2 separate regions of the Sus scrofa genome follow, and region 1 is linked to region 2. Evidence: chromatin contacts called from public HiChIP or PLAC-seq data. All regions are on one chromosome and are shown on one strand. The core of a region is the stretch at or near the end of the contact, and the rest is flanking DNA. Distances in the headings are between cores, read along the strand shown. Region 1 overlaps PRKCH (protein kinase C eta type). Region 2 has its middle 16 kb from the start of PRKCH.

Region 1 (6,708 bases), core at 2,251-4,750, 160 kb before region 2:
AAAATACCTAAATGCCCAGTTGTCCAGATCCTGGTAATGAACATAAGTATCCAGCATCCGCTAGGGCCTCAGTGAATAGCAGCTGCTGCTACTTCATCCTTCAGCCACCCCTTCTGCAAGGCTGGGGCAGTTAGGCTCCGAGGATCCACCAGCTATGTAAGGTGTTCACAGAGGCCTTGCCCTGCTGAGGGAGAAGTCTTTCCGCTTTTGTGGCTGTACTTCCCTGTCTCCTCACCTAACTCACTGTCACCCAGCCCTGGCCCAGGATGTCACTGTGACTTAGAGCTTAGGGACCAAATGCATCTTCTCATCCCTGGGCCTGGCTGCCACTGCCAGGTATTCCCTGAACCCTGGGACAGGGAATGAGAGCTGAAGGGCTCTTTAGGGCTGGCTGACCTCCTGACCGCACATGCATAAAGCCAGTGGAGCGTCCCTCTGGAAGGAATTTCTGACAACAGGTCCATGACAGAAGAATACAGATTTAGGTAAAGGTACTTAACTGGGAAAAAAAAAAAAAAATCCAAGGCAGGGGACCTTCTTCAAGACAAGGGGGTTTTGGCTAGGTCAGGATGAGAACTCAGAGCTCCCCCATTGAAGGCTGCAGTGTAGACAGCTCCTGATGAAATTTGAAAGACACGGTCCAGGGTCACATGACTTTCCTGCTGCCTCTCTCTTCTGTCTTTCTCTCTCATCCATACACTCCTTTGCTAATATTTAATATAACAGTGGAGAACCCAGAGAAAAGACAGTTTCCTTGCACCCATGCTGCTGGGTGATTTTCAGACATACATATTTTAAGTGTGACTTAAGTGCACTGAAGTCAGTTTGCCCCGGTCGAGTAAGCTGACAGCAAATATTCCTGTCTGTGCTACCCCCAAAGGCAGGATTTCTGCCCTGTGACTGACATTGAGGGGTGGCTTCTCAACAAAGGTCATACCCCTGCCAAGAACTCCAGGTGCACTGCTTCACAGATGACCTGGGACACTCCGTCAGGAGGGAGCTGAGAGCATGAGCTCTGTCCCTGCTAAAGGCATTCCCGGGTCATCTGTAACCCTCCCTGGGCTGCAGGTCACAAAGGCAAACCTAAGTTCTTCCCCCAAAACAGACTCATGGCTTCACGTGGCCCGGGCCCTGGAGACCAGAGACAGCTCCTGAGCACAGGGCACAGTGCATCTGAGGTTTTCCAAACGGAAACCTCTGCTTTAACACACTGGGTCTCTGAACAAAGGCTAAAGCATCTGACCAGGGTTGACTCTGCCATCCCCCTCCTGCTGCTCCCACTACTTTGTCCTCCTGTCCTGCCCTCAGCACTCAGCCAGGGTTCCAACAGAGCCAAGGGGAGCCCCAGATTCCAGGCCTCAAATGCCAGCGGCTCAGCTGCTGACACCACAGTCACTGCTGGAGATGAAGGAAATGTGAAGTGAATTTAACCTGAAAGAGTGGGGAACACGGTGTCACATCACCAGGCTGCACCCCCCACTTCAGAACACCTCACTCCTCCCACCCCCACTGACAAAGAAACAGAAATACATTACAGCAGCTGGCAGACAGAACAAAGAAGAGAAAGATCATCCGTAATTCCACTACCTGAGTAACAGGCCCTGATAGATTCCTGGCATCATTTCCTTTCAGGCTTTTTTTGGAGGAGTGACCAGGCTGGCCAAGTCACTGTCCTGGGCAGAACCTGATATGGATTCATGAGGCTCACGATCATCACTTCTGTTCCATTCCTGGGCTCCCATCTCCTAGCTCCACCATGTACCACACTAGATTTAGAGCAAGTAACAACTCCTTTACTCTATCATGCAGGAAAATAAAGATAATAACTAGACCTATCTTCTAGGGCTGATGTAAGGATTGTATGCAGTAAATAATAGATGTCAGAGGTTTCTGACAGTGACACACAACCATTTAGCTACTCAATATGCAATTATTTCTCTCCTGGCTGAAAACCACCACCAAACAGAAGAGTATTGCAGTGGATTCCTATTGCTGAACGCTGAGGCTGTGTCCAATATTTTCCTACTGTAACGAGCGCAATGAAAATTAAACATCTTTATGCATAACCTTTATTCACTCTTTACATTGTTTTCTACAGCTAGATTATCAGAAATAAAATCAACAGATCCAAGGCTAGAAAGCATTTTTGTAAGTCATGATCCAGACTATCAAATCATTTACAAACTATTAGGATCGGCAATGCTCTCAGAAATTTATGAGGATGCCAACATCATGATATACTTGCAGGTTGCATGTATTATCATGAAAAGATCAGGGGCAATAATTGATGGGCTCAAAATCCTATGTAGCAAACTTGATAAATTATCTGTTGTTTGAAATTTGCTTATCTTTTTGTTTTGGCCAAGAACAAAAGGAGCTCCCAAACTCTATTTTGTGGGGTGTGTCTGGGTGGGGTCTGTGCTGGCCCCTGGGGACATCTGTCTTTGGGGTGGGGAAGGAGGCGGTCATCAAAGCACCCGGCCCATACTAGCTTTTGAACAGTGCTGCACGTGCAACAACACCACATCTGCATTCTCGCCTCTGGTCCTCACCGCAATCCTGCTTTCATCTCAACCATAGAACCTGAAGGCTCAGAGGAATTTTAAGGTAGTCACGAGCCATTAGGACAGAAGAAAACAGAGCTGGAAGGAATCAGGTCTTCCATTTCCAAGGGATAAGCTGTCTCCCTATCAGGGGGTTGGAGGGGAGCCAGGGCAGATAGGAGGTGCTTTAGTAGATGGACAATCAACAAGCTTTAGTAGATGGACAATCAACAAGCTAAGTGTTGCGGGAGACGGCAAGTGGATGGAGCCGGCCTCCACAGTCAGCCTGACCCAGAGATGAACCTTGTCTCCACCACTCACAGCCCGAGGGACCCTCAGCAAGTTGCTCCCTTTCTCTGGCCTGAAAGACACCCACTCCATGTGGGGGCTGGGCTGCAAGAGGAGGGCTGCTTCTACAAGCATTTTCACGAAGAAGTGATAACGTTGCAGACAGCTGGGGAGTGACCCCCACACCTCCCTCAGCTCACCTCTAATTCTGCTCGGGAGACTGTCACAGTTCAGCATTACACGCTTATTAGCATCTCATTTCAGAGGTCAGGGCCTGTCAAACCCAGGAGCTAAAAAGTAGAACCTTACCCTCTGTAATTTCTCATGATCACTCATGTTTGCTGTTCTTGAGAGTTAGTTTTTCAATAGCAAATGAGGATAGTGACTGAGGATTTCTGACAGATGGACAGATGCAGAGAGCAAAGGCCATCCTTGCTAGTGGAGCCTGATACTCGCAAATCCAAGAGAAAACTTCAACTACAGCAAAATGAAAATTACATATCTCTATCTCAGCAGGAGAAAAATGCCTTTGGTTCCCAGCACTTGGTTTATCATCTAGATTTAGGGCAAGTGGAAATTCCTTTTATCCTTTGCTTTGGAGACCTCTAGTGCAAAGCACAAATTTTAAACTCCAAAGGCAGCTCCTTTCTCTCCCGGGAGAAGAAATAAAAATCACCTTGCGGTAATGACTGCCACCTTGTGGCCATACATAAAACTGTCACGGGGGAAAAATGGCCAGTGTTGTTTAAAGGCTTCACCTGCGAAACAGTGGAAATCCCACATGGACACTAACATTGAGGGATATTATATACTTCAGGTTGCTCTTGAAAATTCTGCAATATATATGCTATAGTCACTGATTTTCCAATATGTCCCAGGTTAATTTCTTTTCCACTAATTGTTCTTAAGATCTCAGTCTGCTGTTCTAGCATCACGAGGACTTCCTTTAGTAGGTAAAAGTCCCCTGGACTTGAGTAGGATACAGTTCTTTATTTGTTCATTACAGTAACTTGAAACAGCCATGTCAGTCAAGGTCTGACTCAAAGGTTATCAGCCAGTTACTATCGTCTGACCAAAGTCATAGGAAACCATCTGTTTTTTGGTGCAGCCCTGGGAAGATGACCTGAGTGTGGCCCTGCCTGACCCATGGACTGGGGAGGTGAGCTTGAAGCCCAGTACCACCCACCAGTGTTCCTTCTTTCTAAGCATGTTCCTGAGCCCAGAGCCGCCACCTCACTATTCTCTGAGCAAACAATTTGTGAGGGCAGAGGAAAGGCTTTAGGGGAACAGAGTACAGAGCATGGCAAGTAGCGTTTGGGTGGTACTCCGGGTAGCAGGGGAGGATGGACAAAACTGGAGTTCTGAAGAATCATGGGACTTGGGGATAGGAAGCAGAGATTCCAGGGCAGAGCAGCAGGGCTCCTGGAGCCACTGAAGACTCTGGTGAGGAGGGTATGGCCTCAAGGAGCCCAGACCATGAGGGGCGGGAAGAAGGAGTGCCCCAGAAGCTATTAGCTGAAGCCCCGGCTCCTCAGGATATACTTGGACTGCCTGGAAGTACATGCCATGTGTCCCTCTTCACACTTCCTCCCTGTTCCCAGCTTCCAGCTTTCCCTGCTCCATCCATTCTCCAGGCTGCACATGTGACTGTGTCAACATACATGGCCCTTAAACATATGTGAAAGCTCAGCATCACTCACTGTCAGAGAAATGCCAATCAGAACTCTAAAGACACTTTTTTTCAAAACCTCTCCAACCATCAAAATGACAAGTAGCCTGCCACGATAGGAGGGTGGGGGAAATAAGCTTTCTCTCACGTGGTTTGGGAGTGAGAATTTAGAAATACAGCAAGCAGGTGGGAAGAGCTTGGGCTCAGTATTCAGATGGACTAGCCTGAAAACCTCTGCCACTTGGAAGCTAGATGTCTTCCTGCCTCAGTTTGCTCATCTGTAAAATGGGAGGGATGCTAATAGAACATACTTCATAGGATTACTGTAAGGATTGCTGAGATAATACCCATAAAGCACTTGGAACGGTACATAAGTGATAACATGTTAGCTATCTCTAACCGCAGTGAGGTAAGATATAATTTTGACTCCATCAAAATTATAAATGCATCTACTGCTGACCAAGCAAGACCACTTCTAGTAGAGTATCACATAGAAATCACAGTACAAGTACGTAAAGATAAAGTATAAGTGGACTCACTAAAACTTGGATTGAAAAAAAGTATAACCTAAATATTCAGCAATAGGAAACAGTTAAATGAAATGCATCACATTCTTAAAATAGGATACTATGCAGCCATTGGCAAATGAGACAGCCAGGTATGTACAAAGAGGAAACAATCTCAAGATATGTTATTACAGTCTTCAAAAAAATGAGGTGAATGGACATGAAAAGTGCAACATGGCAACTAGAGTTGATAACACAGCACTGCGTATGTGAAAGTTGCTAAGATAGTAGCTCTTAGAGGTTCTCATCACAAGAACAAAAACACTGTAACTATGTATGATGACGGATGTTAACAGACTTATTGTGGTGGTCATTTTATCACATATAGAAAGAGCAAGTCTTTATTTATTTATTTATTTATTTATTTATTGTCTTTTTTAGGGCCACACCCACGGCACATGGAAGTTCCCAGGCTAGGTATTGAATCAGAGCTACGCCACAGCCACGGCAATGCCGGATCCGAGCCGCATCTGTGACCTACACCACAGTTTATGGCAATGTGGATCCTTAACCTACTGAGTGAGGCCAGGGATTGAACCCATGTCCTCACGGATACTCACGGAACTCAGGTTCATTACCACTGAGCCACAATGGGAACTCAGCAAATCATTACTTTGTATAGCTGAAATTAATATAGTGTTACTTATCAACTATAGCTTAATTTTTTAAATTGTATACATTTTGCAAGCTACATTATAGAGATTTATTCCCTCAATAAAACTATTTTGGACTTTTTCTCTTAAAAAGAGGGGGGTGTACAGAATAGTGGCCAAATATATACTACCCTTTATGTGTGTTTTCTAAAATAAATATGGATGAACAAAATGTGTAGGTTTTTATGTGCAAAAAAAAATCTGTGAAAGGCTACACTGGAAACTAGTAATAATTGTTTCTTTCAAGAAAGGATATGAAGGTGTTTCTCATGGCCTAACAGTTAAGGACTCAGCATTGCCACTGCTGAAAAAGGAAATGGATACTTGGAGGATGCTTGTAATACCTATTGCAAAAATGTAGTTTTTTATACTTTAAAAATTCAATCTGATTATTCCTCTGCTTGAATGTCTTCTGTTCATCCTTAGGGACTAAAATCCAAGCTCCTTTAACAGGGCCTATGAAGCTCTCACAGACTGATCCTTACCTGGCCCACTTCTGCTATCTTGCTTCTCACCAGGCCCCTTCTTGACCTCACCTTTTATGCTCATGAGCTTTAATCACAGCCCCTGCTCCCATTTACCAGTAGCCACAGGCCTGAGCTATTTACCCTGTACTCCATGGCCTCTTTCATTCTCTTTGCCTGATGAATTCTAACTGGGCCCTCCAGCCCTAGCACAGCTGTCACTCTCCCAAGAAATGCACTGCAGCATCAATGGACCAGGAGGGAAGCCTTCATCCCGCTCCCACCACACCCTTTACTTCCCTTATGGTGGCACAGGGGAAGGGCAGGTCCCGAATTCTCCTTTTCAGAATGCCTTTGACAGCAAGTTAAGTCATATCTGTGGCAGACCCTCTTGGTGCCTTTATGGGTGCCTCTTCCCTCTCCATTGAAAGGAGAAGCCCAGGTCTGAGCCCAGTGCTAAATGAGGAGCCAGGCGCTCTGTCTGGAGGGAGGACTCAAGGTTGGCAGGAGCCAGTCACAGTGAAG
Region 2 (6,280 bases), core at 3,569-6,068:
AGCTAGGTAGCTAGGTAGATACATAGATAGATAGATAGATAGATAGATAGATAATAGATAGATAGATAGATATTTAATATAAGGTTCATGTGATTTTAGAGAACTAGAAGTTCCTTATCTGCTGTCTGTGGCATGGAGATCCAGGAAAACCAGTGGTGCCCTTCAAAGCACTGAAAGCCAGAGACCAATGTAGATTCCAGTCCAAGTTTAAATGCCTGAGAACCAGGAGCATCAAGGGCAGGAGAAAATCAATATCCCAACCCAAGTGGTCAGGCAGAGAGCCTGAATTCAAATATCCTTTTTGTTCTATTCAAGCCCTCAAGGGATTGGATGATGCCCACCTGCATTAGGGAGGGGCATGCACTTTACTCGGTTCACCAATTCAAATTCTAATCTCTTCCAGAACCACCCGCACAGACACTTCATAATTCTAAATATCTCATAAGTCAAAAAAAGAAATCACAGGGAATTTAGAAAATTTGTGACATGCAGCTAAATCACTGCTTAGAAGGAATTTTCATTATTTACATTTTCATTGGAGAACAAAAACACTTTTAAAAGCTGAGGGCAGAAGCAGAGCAAATTAAACTCAAAATAAGTAGCAGAAAGAAAATACTTGAAAGCAGAAACCAATAAAATAGAAAACAAATAGAGAAAATGAATAAAGTCAAAAGCTGATTCTTTGAAGGATTAATAACTTTTTAATATTCTAGCAAGACTGATCAAGAAAAAAAACCCACAGAAGTTACCAATAGTAGGAATGAAAAAGGGATACAGATCATACAGATATTAATAGAATAAGGGACTGTCATGTAAAACATTGTGCCAATAAATTCAATGACTTGAATTTGAATGAAAATATTTCTTGGAAAAACAGAGCATATAAAAACTGACACAAGAAGAAACTGACACAATAGAAAATCTGAATAGCCCTATGTCTATTAAAGAAATAGAACAGGCAAAATTCTGGTGATAGAAACCAGATCAATGGTTGCTTATGGAGGACAGCACTGGGATGAAGTCTTGAGAGAACTCTCTGGAATGATGGAAAAGTTCTATACAGTAAACTTTTTGTACTGGTTACAAGGATGGATCATTAGCACACCCATAAAATTGTATTTTTAAATGAGTACATTTCACTGTATGGACATTTCCCCTCAATTAAAAATAAATAGGTTGCATCCTCCAAAGTATAACAAAAACATACAAAAGTTGAAACATTCTGAAATTTTTTATTTAAAATTTTTTAAATAATTGAAATCAAAAGTTCCGTAAGAGGAGTTCATGGCGCGGCAGAAACAAATCCCACTAGGAACTATGAGGTTGCAGGTTCAATCTCTGACCTTGCTCAGTGGGTTAAGGATCCAGCATTTCTATGAGCTGTGATGTAGGTCACAGACAACACTTGGATCTGATTGATGTTGCTGTTGCTGTGGCTGTGGCATAGGCTGGCAGCTACAGCTCTGATTGGACCCCTAGCCTGGGAACCTCCACATGCCTTGAGTGCAGCCCTAAAAAAATGTTCCATAAGATATGTTCCATAAGATATGTTAGCTAGTATAATGCCAAAATGATCCTATAGCCTTATCTGGAAAATACTTCTTTTAGTGTATATTGCCTTATAGCACCTACATACTGTACTCTGATTGTCTAAATATAATTATTCTCTCCTACCCTACACTACAAATTCATTGAAGATGAGACTGTACTTTTATCTCATTTCCCCAGTGCCTGGCATGCTGCCAGGCTTAGTAGGTGCTCAATAAGTATTGATTGAACAAATGATTGAGTGATATTCATATAGAAGTTCTTTGAGCCCAAATATACTATTGGTCTTGAAAAAAGTATTTAAACATTTTCCTTTCAAATAGGAGTCCCTTCCTGTTTGTTATATATTCCACTGGAGTATTCCAGCACCCCTAGGAAAAAGAAAACATCCAGAGAAACAAATATATTAGATAGGAGATAGTGAACGAAATGCTCAAAAAATGCTCCGGTTCAAGATTGAATTAAAAATAGAAAAGATACAGGAAAACCATGGATTAAAAACTTACATATGGGGGAGTTCCCATTGTGGCTCAGTGGGTTACGAACCCAACTAGTATCCATGAGGAAATGTGTCCTATCCCTGGCCTCGCTCAGTGGGTTAAAGATCCATCGTTGCCATGACCTGTGGCGTAGATCAAAGATGCTGCTTGGGGAGGCATAACTCTCCCAGACTTCAAGAAATACTACAAAGCCACAGTCATCAAAACAGTGTGGTACTGGTATCAAAACAGACAGACAGACCAATGGAACAGAATAGAGAATCCGGAAATAAACCCTGACACCTATGGTCAATTAATCTTTGACAAGGGAGGCAAGAACATCAAATGGGAAAAAGAAAGTCTATTCAGCAAGCATTGCTGGGAAACCTGGACAGCTGCATGCAAAGCAATGTAACTAGAACACACCCTCACACCATGCACAAAAATAAACTCCAAATGGCTGAAAGACTTAAATATACGACAGGACACCATCAAACTCCTAGAAGAGAACATAGGCAAAACACTCTCTGACATCAACATCATGAATATTTTCTCAGGTCAGTCTCCCAAAGCAATAGAAATTAGAGCAAAAATAAACCCATGGGACCTCATCAAACTGAAAAGCTTTTGCACAGCAAAGGAAACCAAAAAGAAAACAAAAAGACAACTTACAGAATGGGAGAAAACAGTTTCAAACGATGCAACCAACAAGGGCCTAATCTCTAGAATATATAAACAACTTAAACAACCCAACAGCAAAAAAGCCAATCAATCAATGGAAAAATGGGCAAAAGACCTGAATAGACATTTCTCCAAAGAAGATATACAGATGGCCAACAAACACATGAAAAAATGCTCAACATCACTGATTATAAGAGAAATGCAAATCAAAACTACCATGAGATATCACCTCACACCAGTCAGAATGGCCACCATTAATAAATCCACAAATAACAAGTGCTGGAAGGGCTGTGGAGAAAAGGGAACCCTCCTGCACTGTTGGTGGGAATGTAAACTGGTACAGCCACTATGGAGAACAGTTTGGAGATACCTTAGAAATCTATACATAGAACTTCCATATGACCCAGCAATCCCACTCTTGGGCATCTATCCGGACAAAACTCTACTTAAAAGAGGCACGAGCACCCGCATGTTCCTTGCAGCACTATTCACAATAGCCAAGACATGGAAACAACCCAAATGTCCATCGACAGATGATTGGATTCGGGAGATGTGGTATATATACACAATGGAATACTACTTAGCCATAAAAAAGAATGACATAATGCCATTTGCAGCAACATGGATGGAACTAGAGAATCTCATCCTGAGTGAAATGAGCCAGAAAGACAAAGACAAATACCATATGATATCCCTTATAACTGGAATCTAATATCCAGCACAAATGAACATCTCCTCAGAAAAGAAAATCATGGACTTGGAGAAGAGACTTGTGGCTGCCTGATGGGAGGGGGAGGGAGTGGGAGGGATCAGGAGCTTGGGCTTATCAGACACAACTTAGAATAGATTTACAAGGAGATCCTGCTGAATAGCATTGAGAACTTTGTCTAGATACTCATGTTGCAACAGAAGAAAGGGTGGGGGAAAAATGTAATTGTAATGTATACATGTAAGGATAACCTGACCCCCTTGCTGTACAGTGGGAAAATAAAAAAAAAAAAAAAAAGATGCTGCTTGGACTTGGAATTGCTGTAGCTGTGGCATAGCCTGAAGCTTCAGCTAATTCGACCTATAGCCTGGGAACTCCCATATGCCACGGGTGCAGCCCTTAAAAAGCAAAAAAAAAAAAAAAAAAAGACAGAAAAAACTTACATATGGAAAGACCTTTCTAAATCACTTTCACTTTCTAAAAGGTCAGATAGTATTCAAACTATATGAAAAAAAATGTGCTTTATCCTTTGAAACATTTACTTTAAACATTTACTTTCTAACAATGGATAAATATATATGACCACACAGTGTTATATCAAATAATGCAGCTTGTTAAATTCTGCAGCTGTGAGCTGCAGTGCTCTAGTTTGATTTCAGGCTAGATGAGGTGCACTTAGGAATAGCACCTGTGGTATAATATAACACACAGTGAATAACATTTAGCAAGAGATCTTATAAAACTGAAGAAATCTCTAAATTAGGATCAGGAGGATGGAAGGAAAGTAACTTAGCAGTTAGAGACCTATGATCGAGAAAAGCAAGAAAGAAGGCTCTCGTTTGTAGAGAACTGAGCAAGGCTTTGCTTATCTCAAGAAAACTGTCAGGGAGATGAGAAAGTAAGACTGAATACCTGAAAGGCAAATGGTGACAAAGCTTCTGCCAGGTTTGGGGCCGAGAATGCTCTGGTTTGAAGCAGAGTAGATGGGAGGTTTGGATAACAAACCGCCCTTTTACTCAGAGATGTTTGCATATGGAAACAGGCCCACGTGACGTGGTTTTAGTAAATGTCAAATGGCAGCTAGCATCCCTAATTAAAATAATCAAAAATGTGTTTCCTCTCAAGCTGTCTCTGTATTATAGGGGATAAGAGGTCATGATTGGAGCCAAACTGCCAAGGCCTAAATTCTGGCTCCTCCACTCATCCCTGGATAAGTTACCAACCCTCTCAGTACCTTAGTCTCTATCTCTAAAATGGGAATAACACCTGATTGCACCAGTCTCAAAGGATTCTTTTGAGGATTGAGTTAATGCATGTAAACTGCTTACAACCCTGTCTGCCCCACAGTATATGCTTGAGCAATATTACCACATGGTATGACTATGGAACAGATAATCAACTTCCTTCCTCTGAAGGAAGTGAGCACACAGAGTGGCTGGTGGAGAGAAACAGGAGTGAACGCACACATCCCTCACACACACACTGGAAACTCTAACAGCCTCACTCAGACATCGTGGGACCTAACACCCTTTAATGAGTGCATGAGTCGTTTTCCCCAAGCAAAGGTTTGTGGTTTTAAACCTCAGAGTTCTGAGTAAAATAAATTAAAAAAAAAAAAACTAAAATTGAAGGTAATAACCATAAAAACAAAACAAGGCCTAAACTCCCAAATCAGGAGAAAACTTATTCTATCTTCACACTTGGCTGCATAATTTTGGAAGCAGGAAAATCTGTTCCTTCCAGACTCTATGGAATACCTAATGCGGACACTGGCCTGACCTGAAGAGTGCAAAGTCTAATGAAGACGGCTTTGCATGACTTCCATACAACACAGTACTCTGACTGAGGTTTGTGCCGGTGCCATGGCAGTCGTTGGCAGAAAGGACTCGCTCCTGCCTGAGTGAGCTGGGAAGACAACGGACCTGGGTTATAGAGTGAATGGAAATGAGCGGTGTAGACCAAGTGTTCATTTATTCATTCCAACGATATTTATTGAGGACCTACTATGTTCTAAGAACTGTGCTGGATCGTGGAGATAGGATGTAGAGGAAAGTAGAGCTGATTGTACAGTCCGAGGGTGCACTAACAGAAAATTACCATATGGTGTGATAAGGGCTGTGATAGGGAGGGAACTTATCTGATATGCAGAAGCAAGGGGAGCGTTCCCTTCCCAGAGGCAGAGGCATCTAAGCTGGTAATTATGCAGGAGAGGTAGGTGGAGAGCACAGCACTGCAGAGGGGACAGTGCTGCAGAGGTGGGAGGCTGATACACTGACAGGTGTGTCTAAGGACAGACTACAGAGTTTGAGACGGAGGAGATAAAGCCAGAGAGGTGGGAAGAGCCCAGGGCCTTATGTTCACGTTGAGTTTGGATCTGTCTTGAGGGAGATGAGAGGCTATTGAAGGTTTCCAGCAGGATCTAAACAAGGTGACATCCCATTATGTGAGGATCAGTCTGGCTAAAACGTAAAAAAATGGGTTCAGAGGGACCAAGACTAGGAGAAGGTAACAATCATCATCCAACTGAGAGATGATCCAGCCTATGTCCAGGGTAGCGGCAGAATGCACATTAAGGGGAAGGAGTTCCCTGGAGGCTCAGTGGACTAAGGACCTGGCACTGTCATTGCTATGGTGAGGGTTTGATCCCGCACCTGGGAACTTATGCAAGCTGAAGGTGTGAAAGGACATGGGGAATAAAGGGGAAAGAGGACTGAGTCTGACCGTCAGATCTCCGCATGGGCAATGGCACAGATGAAGGTGGCACTGCCCCTGAGCGGGCAGGCTAGTTTGGAGCTGAGCATGGTGAGTTCCACTTTTGATTAGTTAAGTTTAAAAGTGCCAGAAGACATCTCAGTGGAAGAAG

The links. HiChIP or PLAC-seq counts read pairs in DNA pulled down with a chosen protein or histone mark.
Region 1: a contact with region 2 is called in an H3K27ac HiChIP or PLAC-seq map of alveolar macrophages. The contact joins two enhancer-like sites. A contact is called at or near these places in 1 of 5 promoter capture datasets (liver), 20 of 47 Hi-C or Micro-C datasets (alveolar macrophages, blood, embryonic fibroblasts and 11 more) and 1 of 2 datasets of contacts at active chromatin or transcription factors (alveolar macrophages).

Annotation. Positions count from the first base shown.
Region 1 is chr1:190,343,848-190,350,555 of Sscrofa11.1, reverse strand. All of the region lies in intron 9 of PRKCH (protein kinase C eta type), which reads right to left. Among named protein-coding and RNA genes, the nearest start is that of PRKCH, 140 kb to the right of the region's middle. Within about 2 kb of position 3,500, at least 10 of the 83 cell types and tissues checked have an H3K27ac peak or open chromatin away from gene starts, as enhancers often do. A contact at or near this core is called in alveolar macrophages, where this site is marked.
Region 2 is chr1:190,185,964-190,192,243 of Sscrofa11.1, reverse strand. No RefSeq gene overlaps it. Among named protein-coding and RNA genes, the nearest start is that of PRKCH, 16 kb to the left of the region's middle. Within about 2 kb of position 4,818, at least 8 of the 83 cell types and tissues checked have an H3K27ac peak or open chromatin away from gene starts, as enhancers often do. A contact at or near this core is called in alveolar macrophages, where this site is marked.